Linked DNA regions of Dromaius novaehollandiae: region 1 is linked to region 2. A link is a contact called in public Hi-C data. All regions are on one chromosome and are shown on one strand. Each heading gives the region's core, a stretch centred on a gene start, on an enhancer-like site or on the middle of the called end of the contact. The rest is flanking DNA. Distances are from core to core; before and after follow the strand shown. Region 1 overlaps SMYD3 (SET and MYND domain containing 3). Region 2 holds the start of KIF26B (kinesin family member 26B).

Region 1 (7,000 bases), core at 1,039-3,538, 510 kb after region 2:
TACAGAACAATTAATCGCTGGACAATGTGGCAAGGGTACATAAAACCTATTCTTACCACATTTTTAAGGTAGTACAGAATTCGATGAGTGTCCCTTACTCAGGCTAAAATTGTCAAATAGTACCTGAGGCAATAGAAACTTATACATGTGGAAACAAGAAACAACACATCTGATACAGATTTTAGAAGGCCAAATGTGGTATGAACATTTCTTCACCTAAAAGAGACTATAGAATCAAACTTGAAAATACTTTCTTAACACACATCACACTGCTTTGTCACAAATCAAACACTTCTTGTTCAAAACAGCTACAAGAAATTATATCTGGATCTAGACACAGTACAGAGTTTATATCAGTCAGTGAAATAAAGACAACAGAAAACATTTTTTCAGCTGTGCTTGAAAAAACAGAAAGAGATTATAAAATTTCATAAGTTAACCTAAATATATCTACATCATCACTGAATAAGAAACAAAATACCAACTTTTGCGTTACTACTAATTGAGTCTTTCCTTCTCTTAGGAAAGTCGGAGTATCATCTTATGTATAATGGAAGTTTTTCTCCAAAAAGCCTTTCTGAGCAGTAAGGAGGCTATCAAAATAAAAACAACAGGATGAACTTTATCAGTAGGATTTTATAGGCTGACCTCCATTCGGTAGGAAGTGAAGAGACTCAGCAGACTTTCAGATGACATGGAGCTAGGGGGAGTAGCTGATATGGTCAATGCCAGAGTCTCAGTCCAGAAAGACTTCAATAAATTTGAGGACTGATCCAACAGACACCTCAAGACTTTCAATGAGGAAAAACGCAGACTTCTGCACCTGGAGCGGAAAAACCCTATACGCTGACATAGGCTGGGAAATGCGTGGCTAAGCAGCGTCTCTTACAGCGTCTGACATCAGGCTGCAACAGCGAGCCCTGACTGCGAATAAAACAAATTGCATACTGAATCACATTAGGAGGACCGTGGCTAGCAGACCAAGGGAAGCTGTTACACCCCTGCTCAGCAAGGGTGAAAGCCAGTTTTGGGTCCCTCAGTTCAAGAGGGATGCAGAGACGCTGGAGAGGGCGCAGCAAAGGGCCACCAAGATGATCAGAGGCCTAAAGCACATACCATATGCAGAGAGGGTGAAGGAGCTGGGCACATTTATTCTGGTGAAGAGGAGGCCACAGGGTGATTTAATAACTGTCTACAACTATTGAAGGGTGGTTATTAAGACAACATCGCCAAACTGACCTTGGTAGCTCCAGACAACATGGCAAGGACAACAAGCACAAGTCACAGCTTCAGAGGTTCAAGCTGGACAGCTGGAAAAACTTTTTCACCAGCAGGACAGTGCAGCTGGGAACAGGCTGCTGAAGAGGTCATGGAATTTCTAACCTTAGAAAGGTTCACCCGGACAAGGCAATGACTGATCTGATGTAGTGTTGGTGACAGCCTGCTTCTGAGAAGAAGCTTGCAGTGGATGACCTCCAGAGTTTTTTCAAAACAGCACTTTCATGATTCTTTGAAATAAAACAGTCCAAAAATATCCCTCCATTCTTCCTTAATCTGCTATTTTACTGATCAGATACTGTAAACATTGATTTTTTCCCCATTTCTACTAGATATTTCTATGCAATAGATGTACTCACCAAACCCAACATTTTAATGCCTCTTTAAGTACAAGATGTTCTTGAACATGATTGTGTGCATATACCTCATCTTGAAATCATTTACCAGCCCTATGATGAAATGTTAATCTTTTTTTTCTTGCTTAATTAAGAGAGATTTTTAACACTGCACAAATACTTCCACTTCCAGTCACTGGTATCTCAAACGGAACATGAAGTGCAACTGGGTGAAATGCTATTTTCAGACAGCATCACCTCCTAAAATAATGTCATAATTCTCACCGTGATATTTGTTCAGCACGCACTGATTAACTTGCACTGAACTCTTACATACAAAAAAAGGGACACACCATCTAGGAAATATCGGAGAGTGAGCACCACCTTGCTCAGTGAAACACCTCATTTCAGTGCCTGAGAATTCAAGCATAGGCTCATCGCTGACACAGGAAGTTTCTTCCTTAAATGTCTAAGGGGAAGATGGTGCGTGTCAGCTTTCAGAAGAGACACAAATGTTATCTCTGAGAGCGCCTGCAAGCCGCACACTGTTTTTGCAGAGACAACAGGGAGAACTTCGGGAAAAGCAGCCAAAAGGCCGCCACACCTGCTTAACGCGCAGCCGCTGGCGGAGGTCCCACAGCTGCAGCGCTGCGAAGGGCTGCGCGAGGGCAGGCGTCGCTGAGCCGCTGGCAACCAGCCCCCAGCAGCCCCAGCGCGGCCGCCCGCCTCCCGGCGCGCTCCTGTTGCGGGTATCTAAATACAACACGGCCGGCACGACAGACACGGGGAGCTGCTCTTTCCCTCCCTCCGTCAGGGGGGTACGTGGCCCTAGTGACTCACGAATACAAGTACAGACGCTGTCCAGGAGAAAAAGAGTTTATACCTGTTTAGGGATCTGTGCGTGCTCAAACTTTGAAGTGGGAAACGACAAATAGAGAACTCAATCAGCACTTCTTCAGAAATTGTTCGAGCACAGGAAATGAGGAAAAGCACAGACACAGCGGAGCGGCTGAGGCTGTCCTGCCTTCTTTCCAATAGGCAGGCACATTTCGGGCAGCTCTAACGGGGAAAATGTGCTTGCTTGCAAATTAAGAAGGACAGAGTGTTGCCATCAACAAACCAATGTTTGAAAAATCAACTTTGGAGCAAATGCTATCCTCTGATCCTTAATTAGTGGAAGGAAGGAAGACTCTTGCAGCAGCAAAGACCATCTCTGAGCAGCACATCAGGTACACGCCTTGTGCAATATGCAACTGTTTATCCTTTATCCACTTGCAGAGCTGCTTTGCCATTTTAAACTCTTAGCACTTGATCTAACCCAAACAAACATCAGTAGGAACAAAATTGGGCCTGGCTCGAGATCAAAATAAACATCTGAGTTCCCATGCAAATGATGTCATAAAATCTTTTTTGTAGTATTTTGGCATACTAGATAATTTCAATTAATTTTTTACTATCTAGCTGATACTATTCATGGAAAACTATTTAAACAAATAGTTAAACATAGGGCTATTTAACATGTGAAATACTGCTCAGAGGCATTCTTTCCTTTTTTGGAGACGGAAAGGAACAAAAAAGGAAAATGCTCATTCAATGGTACAGAAGTTCCAAGAAATTTCATTTAAAAATATTTCACAATAGAAGCTGCCTGGGTTCTAAAACTCATTTTAAAGGTTCAGTCTAATTCCACTCCCTGTGGTAACAATTAAGAGTTTCTGAAAAGACAATTAAAAAATATGAACCGTTGATTCACTGGGTTTAAAAGCATTGCCAACATTAAAGGCAGACAACAAAGGGAATGAAAGAAAAATAAAACCGGGGAAAAAAGGTTTTATGCTGTTTACCCCCTTGAAAAACTTTTCTTTGAAATCACTGATCCTCACAGCAATGATTGCATTTGCTGGCTTTTTATTTTAATGGTTCATTTACAGTATTAATAAAAATGGCTCTATATAAGTAATTGAGTACGTCAAAAGGTGAGGCCATCCTTCAGGTGCTTGGCATGAATCACGCTACTCTAAAACGTTCAGGAAGGTGCCTGGTGTTTCCTAGGGCTCGAACGCTTTTGTTTAGATCCCTGTTGGGAAACCACTGGATGCTTGGTACTTGTAGCAACATTGACCCCTTCAGGAAAAGAAAATTAAATACTCTGGGGCAAAACAACGCTAGTTCAGAGTAAGCAAAAACACAACCTAATTTCAGCAGGATCCCGCGGTTCGCGCCGGTAGGAGGGACTGCTAAGAGCAAGGCTAGAGCAGCACTCAGCACCACGCAACGCGTCCAGGAGAGCAGCAGCACCCAGGAAACGCCAGCACCCAGCGACAGTCTCTTTGCAGAACAAGGACTTTCTCTGGTCTCCACACACACAAGAGGAAACTGCAACGTTACCATATAGCTTAGATAATAAAAAAAAAGGAGGGCAAGTTTAAATATGTGTTTTACACATACTATGTGTACACATTTTACATAAATATGAGTTCAATACCTGTTTCGCTGTGTGACTACAAACTGCTCATGACCCAGTGTCTGGATGTGTGGAGCTGGGAGTATTCTCTCCTTGATGATCCAATTAGCAGAATCTACATTAGCAGTGCTTCTACTACATACAAAGATTAATCTCATGCTCTAATTCGTCATGATCACATTTAATTTTTTCTCAGATCATGTTGCCAAAGACTTTTCTATTTCTCTTCATTTTAGAAGTTGATTTTCTCATTCAGTGTAACTTTGATCCGCTTGTATTTAGGGAATCAAGGTGCTTGAATAGTAAGGAGAAAGGAACAGATTAAGACATTAGTTTCCTAAGACATCCAGGCTTTTGCTCTTCAAACTCGATATGGCAGACTTGTTTGGAGTGCAGGGGGAGCTTCCTCTGATGCACAGATTAGATAGCTTGATTCATTTCCTGTTTGCTATAGATGCGTTCATAACTCATCCTGTAAAGATGAAGCAATCTCTACAAAACAAGTAGAGAACTTGGACTGGAGTATTATAAATCCCCTCCCAGTTTGTCAGCTTGGAAATAGTGTGAAACATCCCTATCTAGATGCCTAAAATAGTCTTTCCTCAAGGCTAAATCCCACACAGCAGCTTGTAATGAACACGGCACATTTTGTTCTTATTTGCACTGCTCTAAAATTGCTGTATGAACTGTTGCAGCAGAGTTTCCCTCACTATCTTATGATCACCATGAGAATCAAAACCCATTTGGAGGGTTACGGGAGAACGTTGGGGCTAGTGCAAACAAGGAATGACAGGGCAGAGACTGGAACCGGAGCTCCAGTTTTGAGCTGGGTTCCCACGCCTAGTTATGCACATTTACGCATATTTGAAAATTCAGTTCCTCTCCTTTTATTAGAAACTTATAAGCAAATTTACTGTGCAGGTACATTGAATTAACATCTCTCCAAACCCAAGTCCTTTTCTTAACCACAAAATGAGTTTGGGCAAGGAATACCTCAAAATTCCCCTAAAATTCATTGTTGAATTCTGTTTCTTACAGCTGCCAGTAGACTCTGTAAAGTAACTATTTCAGAATTGAAACATATAAAATTATAAATAAAAAACTTCAAAAAAGTTAATATACAAGACTCACAGGCCCTGATCCCACAAACAGAATATCAAATATAGCCATTGGAAATAACATTATAGAAGTCCATAGGATTATTTATCGTGTTAAATATAATGCTTAGTAGAAATAATTTACTGGGAAGCTTAAACTTCTTGTTAGTGTAGATTTATAAAGGCTATCTGCATGCTTTCACGGAAACATCAGTCAATGCCATTTTCCTCAGGCCAGAATAGCAACATTAGCACAGCTAGGAAAAAAAATAATTAAGCCTTTTTTCTAAAGCAAAATTGCTATAATCAAACCATTCAATTTGCATGAAAATTTCATAATTTCTTCCTAATATTTCATTGAAGAGTGTCATTTACCACCAAATATGATCACTTACTAAGAAGGAGATTTTTGGCCAACACACACCTGAGAAACTATTTCAGAAGAAGTTTCTGTAAGAAACATCATGAGAAAAATTATACAAAAAGGAAACAAGTCTATTTTGAATCTAATGAACCAACACCTTTCAGTTTTTTTAAAACCTGTTTCTTGTTTTCAACCAGCCTTAAGAACATCCTTTGTAAGATCCATTCATTTTGGGGACAGTCAATTTACCAGAAGCTGGACTTAGGCCAACCGATAACAGGACTGCACAACCTTCACACAAATATCAGTTATCAAAAGCTTTCAGCCACTAGTGCTGTAGCTGCATTTGTGTTTGCAGCCTACAACACAGAGACCACACCTGTAAAGCTCTACTGGGTCCCAGCTCTGCAAGCTGCTCTCAGTGGGTGCCAGGTCCAACCATGTAAAACACACTTGGAGGAGCACGTTTCTCAGTCCCGTCTAACAATGATGGGTACCCCAAAATAATCACTATCTGGAACAATAGGACCTGAATTAAGATTGTTGGTGAGATCATACTTCACAGTGCTTGCACTTGACATATTTTACTCCTTTGTATTTTTTTCCCCAAATTTCTTGTTCTAAAATAAAAACTATCTTCACCTCTGCATATTCTTCAAGATTAGATATTGAGACATTTTATTGATTTGCAATTTAAAGAGTCATTCAGACCCACGTTCTCATACATAAATAGACCAGAGGATCAGGTGTATATACATATATATACACACACACCTAATACACACATAACCCAGTGTATTTGGAAATCATCTGTACACATACACAATGGATGAGCAACACAAACACAAAACTGCAAATGAACATGTTATTTCTTAACAGTCATCCTTCCATCAGTTAGCTCAAAAACTAGTATTAAGAACTTAACATACTTGATACACACACTGACAGTTTCCAGGCTTAACCCCAAATCTGAATGTAAAATTATCCTCATGATAACTCCCACTAGCAGTAACCTCCTTTTGTCACTTTTAACATGCTATGCATAGGAAAAAATAATCTGAGCCTGGTTGTCTTTCTATATTCTACAGATAGTCATCTCTGGCATCAGCAGACTGAGTCTGGGCTTCACATTGATTTTCTTTTTTCCTGATGTATACAGTGAAATTGAAGTCCTATGCATTTCTGCTAAATAAGGTCTTGCCTTAGCTAATAGCAAACTATGACAAAGGTCTGCAAAGAATGATGGAGAAAGGAAATCAGTCTTTTAAAAAAATCTGCCAACAGCAGCTGTGAATTTATAACTATCAATAAAATTGCTGAGGTTTTTATATGCACATTAACAGCACATTTCAGTGTAAAATGGGATTCTTAATTCTTTTCACAGAGCATTAAATCATGTTTAAGATTAAAAAATAAATCTTTGATCAGCTACTGACAGGTCCCCTCCCTACCAAAACCATTC
Region 2 (6,884 bases), core at 4,307-6,806:
AAAAAATCTATGAAGTATTTTATATTTGACATAAAGAAAAATTTTCCATCCAAAATAGTCTTTTGTGAAAAGTAGATTGCTTTTGGTACCAGGAAAGGGCAAGATTTGAGAAGGGCATCTGGTTTGCAATAGAACAAGAATCTTTGGCCAAATTTGAACACAAATGTCTTCCTTTTATATTATGGAGAGATTCAAGCAAGCTCTCAGTAAAGCAATGAAAGAACAGGCTAAACACCTGTGCAACAACCCTGACCCAAACAGGATAAGCTACGCAAACAGGGAGGTATACCCCTTTCAGGCTGACAGTAAAATTCTCTGATGTTGTTTAGAGTAGGAAAAAGTGTATTTAAAGTATGCTGATGCAGATCTGTCGGCAACAGCAAGAAGTAGAAGCTGTAATTAGAACCATTTAGAGAGTCCCCTGTCTGTATTTGAACATCCAGAACCAGGGACTGCAACAACGCATGAGGATGTACAGATTTTCCAAGGTGAGTCTTTTTTATGCTCAGACACAAGATAAATTTTGGAACTAACTTAGAAATTATGCTACAGCAAATGCCTCAGAAGCCAGCTCATACATAGGTAATGCCCAGTCTTAATTCTCCACTATCTTATACCCCACTATTGTCAAGAGCAAGTTGAAACACCTCCCCACCCCAAAGGATACTATATCCCAGATACCGTAACAGGAACACTACCTACAAGATCAGGAGTACAAATGCAGTATATATGGCTGATATCCTCCTTATTTCATGAATTCCTTGACCTGTAGAGCACTCAGGCTGTGGATCTGTGCCTTTCTGCTGATGTCCTGTATAAAAAGGATAAAGGATTTAATGGGCTCTTAGCAGGGCTTTTTGCTGGAATGATCCTAAACTTTGGCAAGGACAGGAGAACAAGAACCAGTAAGGTTTCAGAGAAGAAATATATCAAACTGAAAAAGTGCTGGTGGTTTTGTTTGTGGCCCTGAATAATTAGCTGTGTCTATCTTAACAATTAATTCTTTGTCACTATTATTACAAATGCCTTCAATTTCCTCTTTGTCCCTCAATGGACTCCAACTCATTAATATGCAGCTTTAAGCAAGTATTGGAGCTGTCGTGCATTTCAAGTCTCCCCAAGGAAGCTTTTTAAAATTATAAGTAAGACCTGATACCAAGACTTATGAGCACCAAACTTGGAAACAAAGCTTCTGTGCAGGCAGTGATGACTCCTCAAGTTACAGCTGCTGTCACCTTTTTTATCCTGAGATTTATTATAAATGTGAATACCTCAAAGGATTTCTTCGATGCAATTAACATTTCCAGCTCTCATAAACTGCTATTTATTGATAGAACTGGGCTTGTGCCAGCACCTCAGATCTGAATGATGAAGCTGAACTTCTAGATCAGATTTAATTGCACCCACACTGAGATACATTCAGAAGAAATCCACTCAAAGCAGCAGAGTGATAGCACAGCCGAGCAAATGCACATGCGATGAAGAAACTGGAGGTTTACATACTAGCTAAAAGACAGATCATAACACTCCACAGAGGAGCAATATCTAGGTCCAGATCAGAGTCCACCCTCAACGCTTTGAGACAGGCTTGTGTTTGAACCTCTGTCTGACACTTGTGCTTGGATCCAAGGCTCTGGCTCCCCCTCGCTTACTTATAAATGTCTGAACAACATCATTTCTTCATCTCTATGGCTGGAATTAAGAACACCCCTAACCGAATAATAAATCTAAAAATATCTACAGATCAAAAAATCTTTCTTCATAATCCTACTATAGTGTGCTCTGCAGCCACCACGACTTCTAGCTATTTTATTCTGATAACTCACATCACAATAAATTTACAGTTGGGATCACACAGTGTAAGTTACCTTACCGAAGTTCATCTTAGGATGGGGAAATCTCATCCACTGCCTAAACTAGAACTGGAAAAGCTGCTATCAGTGAGGGATCCAATGCGAGACCAGTACTCTGTAGCAGAAGAAATAAGTTTGGAAACAATCTTATGGACTAGCTATTTCTTCTGAACTGCTAGCATAACTCATGTGCCAGGATTACAGTTAAGGCAGCTTCCCATGAGTACCAGTTACGGTAACAAAAGAAATGTGTAAACTTGAAATCAAGAAGTAGCTGTGGCTCTGCATGTCATTGGCATATTGATGATTCTGCTGAGCAAATGTCTTTCTCTCCTTAGTGACCTACACATACACATTGAGCAGAAGGGATTAGAAGGTAACCTTTTGAACTTCCTCACAAAAAAAGCCTGAAGAAAGGGAAAAAGCCATACTTCAATGTTTCTCAGAGAGGAAGGTGTTAACCCAGAGAAAGGGCTCTTAGCAGAGCTTCTTGCTGGAATGATCTTCTACTTTGGCCAGCACAAAATATTTTAGCAGTAAAATATCTCCAACTGGAGAATTTGGAGCATCTCAGCTTCCAAAAATTCCCACAGGATGTTCCATAAAGCCTTGCTTGAATGACACAGAATGTCTGTAAACACTGATACCTGTGAAGAGGGAGAGATGATCCAACAGCAACAGAGTCAGCGCCCAAGCCTGGCCATTGCAATCATTCGACACTGCACGATGTAAGTGGCCGTCTCTCAGCATCACCATCTCAGAGGTTCCCCCAAACCGGAGGGGTGATAGAATTAGCTGTCGAAAGTCTTCAGCTCAAAGGATAATTTCACCACTTCCTGAGATCCTAATTTCTCGACTGGAAGTGGTCTCTCTCCTCACCCAGTCATGAAAGACCCCAGTTCTCCATCCCACTGGTCACTGGCTGAGGCCTGAGGCAGTTGTAGACAATCCCTTTGAGATCCTGCTGTGCCAATGGGTAAGTTTTATCCCGGGGCAACTCCACTGCCCCTCAGTTGGAGGGCAAGAGATGCCCTCCCCTCAGGCCTGCTGCTGGCACGCGCCAAGGCTGCTGGTGGCTCGGCAGGACCCTGGATCACTGCGGCTGCCTGGCTCATGCTGGCTTGCTGCTTGGGCCCTCGCACAGGTGGCAGCAAGCAGAAACGAAGGGAAGCATCGCCAGGCAGGCAGCAGCTGGCTGGGGGGCAGGTGCTGCTCCAGCCTGGCTTTCAGGGTGCGCATGCCGGCGTGAGGTGCCCTATGAGCCATGGGGAAGAGCAGCTGTGTCGCTTAAACCCTGGCTCAAAAGCACCCCCGAGAGCAGCCTCTCCCCCCTCCCTTAGGAGAAGAAGGGCTCCGACAGCCCTTCGCAGCCTTGCGCGGTGGGGCCGATCCCCTGCCCAGGACGGCAGGCATTTCCCTGGACGGGGGAGGAAGGGCGGCGCGGGGCCCCGGAGCCGGCCAGGCGCCGCCGCCGCGGCAGCCCGCAGAGGGCGCCCGCCGCCCGCGAACGCCGCTCCGCGGGGCCGGGCCGGGCCGGGCGCCTGCCCAGCTGTGCCCGCGCGCCGTGGGGCCGCCCCAAAGCCCGGCTCCCCCAGCCGCGGGGGCGGCGCAGCTCCGGGCGCATCGCAGCTTCTCGCCACGGCCCGGCTCGCCGCGCCAGGCGCTGCCCGAGCCCCGGTGCCCTGGAGCTGGAGCGGACGGGGAGGCGCGGGCAGACCTTCGCCCTGCGGGGCTGCAGCCTGCAGCCCGGCGTTTGTCAGCGCGCCCGTCGGTCCGTTGCCCCCTTGCCCACAGGAGAGGCGTCATCTCGCAAGGTGGGCATGCCGTTACGCACAGGATGATCACTGACAGAGCAGATGTGGTTAGGCAGGCATAGCTAGCAGCGTGTCAAAGGTCTGATGAAAAACAAAGCAAATCTGCCAGTTCGCCACCAGAAATGCTAATCCCGGAAAATTAAAAGTTATACACCATGGTGTAAATGGCACATGGCTGCCTACAGTCAGTGTCTTCGGGCCTACAGTGTATACCCACTCAGTACTGCTATAAACTTGCACTGCATTTTTCTGCGTTACCTTGTCATCCTGATCACGTCTGTCTACAGAACAAAACGTGGGATCTTTGCATGTGGATTTATGTGAAACCCATTCGCTCGCAATAGGAGCTAGGACACGTCTCCTTTGTTTGCCTGTTTGTCTGCTTTCTCGTGGCCCATATGTAAACGCATAAGGCACTAGTGGTGCAATCTGGCTACCTTGGGCTGCACTGCTTCTGCAGCTTAGACTAAAGCTTTCTTACCCAGAACAGGAATGGCTGCTCCACCGTAAGAGCAATAATCCAGTGAAGTTAAAACATAATAGAGCATCTTATGCACCTTTAATACTGGCAGAATAGTTATGAAAACTGAAAGGCACTGGGAGCTTCCTACCTCGGTGATCCAGTGGAACGGTTTTAGTTCCTCGCGGCCCTTGCAGCCCAGGAGACATCAGACATGCTGAAAGGGTGTGTTTATATGGAGTAAGGTAGAAAGGTGGATTTAAGTCCCCTGTGCATTCTGCCCTCTCATTTGCATCACCCTGTATTTTGACTATATCGGGAGTCTGGCATTTAGCTCTTTACTGCATCCATTTCTGAGGAAATAAATCAGCAACTTGTTTTGAGGAGGGAGATTTATTAGAGATGACTGTGCTGTCGTAAGGATTTGAAATAAATAAGGATGAGTAACCAGATACACATAGTCTGTGAAAAGAAATCATAATTAAAAGGGAAAGATTAATAAGGAAGAAAGTGTGTAGAATTTTATTGTTAAGAGATCGCTTTATTATGCCCTCGACTGCAAGTTAATTTAATACACCTAAAATTACAACATGGAAAAGAGATGCCAGTGACTGTCATAGATGCAGCCTGCTTTTCTTTCACAGTTATTTAGGGAGATTCGGAACATTTGTGAAATCACGTTCGTTAAAGCCCTCAACACAGGCAACTAACCAATAACTGCAGTGGAAGCAACAAGGTTTCCTCACCCCCCCCCCCCCCCTTTTCAAGAAACGGGGGAAAATCGCAAATGTCAATCAAGCAATACTGCAAAATAAAATGGACCCTGCTCGGCAGCCGGCGCAGAGCTGCGGCGCGGCTCCGGCGGGGCGTGTGGCGCCTTCGGGGGCGCCCGTGCAGGCGCGCTGCAGCTCCGCGGCTGGCCGGGGAGCGCGGAGCCCGAGCCCCTCTTCCCTCACGAAACTGTCAGGCACAAGCGGGCAGGAGGATATTGGCTGCAAGGGACTCAGAGGCTCCTCCCAGAGACTGGCTCCCGATATTTTTGGAGGATTTCTTTTAACTCAGTTACAAACCTTGGTGAAGGAAACAAGTTACCACAGTAGCAGAGGGAGCAGGCTGGGCTGCGCGGGGAGCGCTGCTGCTCCTGCACCTTCCTGAAGCTCCCCTGGATGCTTCGCTTCACTCGCGGAGGAAAACCGTACTGTCTGCTGGGGGAAATGCCGGTACTCTGGGTGTTGCTGCTCCTGTGAGAGCACGGATCGTACGTGAACGAGGGAGAAGACAATGAGGAAGAACCGGCTGGAGAAAGACCCGAATCCTAAACATTTTCCCGAGAATTGATGGTGTCTGGGGGCTGAGTGCTGCCTGAGGAGAAGGCTGCACCCAGAGCAGAGGCTGCCGCCTGCCCAGCCAGCGGGGAGCCTCTGTGGCGGCGAGAATTCCCTGCGGATGTAAACTGGGAAACCTGTAGGAAATTCTCCAGTTGTCAAGCCATCATGAATTCAGTGGCTGGAAATAAGGAGCGAATTGCAGTCACGACGCGGAGCAGAAAATACGGGGTAAGTTGTCCGCGGAGGAGAGGCACGGCCGCCTGCGCCTGCCGCGGTGCGGGGGGCTCCGCGCCCCTCCCCCCGCGCCCGGCGGTTGCCGGCGCTGCTCGCGCGCTGCCCGCCAACGGCCGCCAACGGCCGCGGGCCCCGCGGCGCCAGCCCCCCGCCCCGCGCAACTTTTGCGGCCCCGGCGGCCGCTCCGGGCGCGCGGCGGAGCGCGGCGGGGGGGGGGGGGGGCGCGGCGCGGCGCGGGGGGTCCGCGGGCGCGGCGCGTCTGAGTGAAACTTCCCAGCGCCGCCGGCCCCGCCGCGCTGACCCGCTGCCTCCCTCCTTCTCCCGCTCCAGGTGACCGACCCCTGCTCCCCCACCAAGCCCGCCGCCCCCTTCTCCCCCGAGAGCTGGTACCGGAAGGCTTACGAGGAGTCCCGGGCGGGGAGCCGCCCGGCGCCGGAGGGAGCCGGCTCTGCCCTGGGCTCCTCCGGCACCCCATCGCCTGGCTCCGGCACCTCGTCGCCGGGCTCCTTCACGGGCTCGCCGGGGCCTGCCTCGCCCGGCATCGGCACCAGCTCCCCCGGCTCGCTGGGCGGCTCGCCGGGCTTCGGCACCGGCTCGCCGGGCTCCGGCAGCGGCGGCGGCTCCTCGCCGGGCTCCGACCGCGGCGTCTGGTGCGAGCACTGCAACGCCCGCCTGGCGGAGCTGAAGAGGCAGGCGCTGAAGCTTCTTATCCCCGGGCCCGTCAGCAGCAAGGTGAGAGAGCGGGCGCCCGGCGTGTGCGCGGGGCTGGCCGGGGCACCCTGCCCCGCCGCCGGCGCTGCCGCGGCGAGCGGGCTCCGCGCCGAGGCGTTCCTCCGCCCGTGCCGCCGCCGAGGTTTTCGGGGGTTATCTGGACTGGCCCCTCTTTGCCTTGTAGCCACGTCCCACCCCCCTCCTCTTGCTTCGCGTGGAGCAGGGCCCCTCTGTCCCTGGAGGGCTGAAGGCCTCGGGGCCTCTGTGGCAGACTTAGGCTCGCACCGTGCCTCCGCCTGTCTTTGCATGGAGGGTGGTTTGCACGGTGATTTCCCACGATTTGTTTTCTCCTTCCCCGTGAAGGACAGGCAGGGTTGTGAATATCACATGGGAGTTATCGGTCCCTTCCCCTTTTGCTCTCCTCCATCCCTAAAAGCTGCGTTTGCAAAATGACCCGAGACTTGGCAGCCAAGGTGTGTACTGT

Evidence for each region. Hi-C and Micro-C count contacts between places; a contact is called where the count stands out from the background.
Region 1: a Hi-C map of liver shows a contact between it and region 2, with 13 times the contacts expected there. The contact joins the enhancer-like site here to the promoter of KIF26B in region 2. A contact is called at or near these places in 2 of 4 Hi-C or Micro-C datasets (brain and liver).

Annotation. Positions count from the first base shown.
Region 1 is chr3:88,999,468-89,006,467 of bDroNov1.hap1, forward strand. The region is part of intron 6 of SMYD3 (SET and MYND domain containing 3); the gene reads right to left. Among named protein-coding and RNA genes, the nearest start is that of SMYD3, 240 kb to the right of the region's middle. Within about 2 kb of position 2,289, at least 2 of the 2 cell types and tissues checked have open chromatin away from gene starts, as enhancers often do.
Region 2 is chr3:88,483,040-88,489,923 of bDroNov1.hap1, forward strand. KIF26B (kinesin family member 26B) reads left to right here and starts at 5,557. Exons shown (of 15, transcript XM_026102604.2): 1 at 5,557-5,683; 2 at 6,020-6,421. The coding sequence starts at 5,621.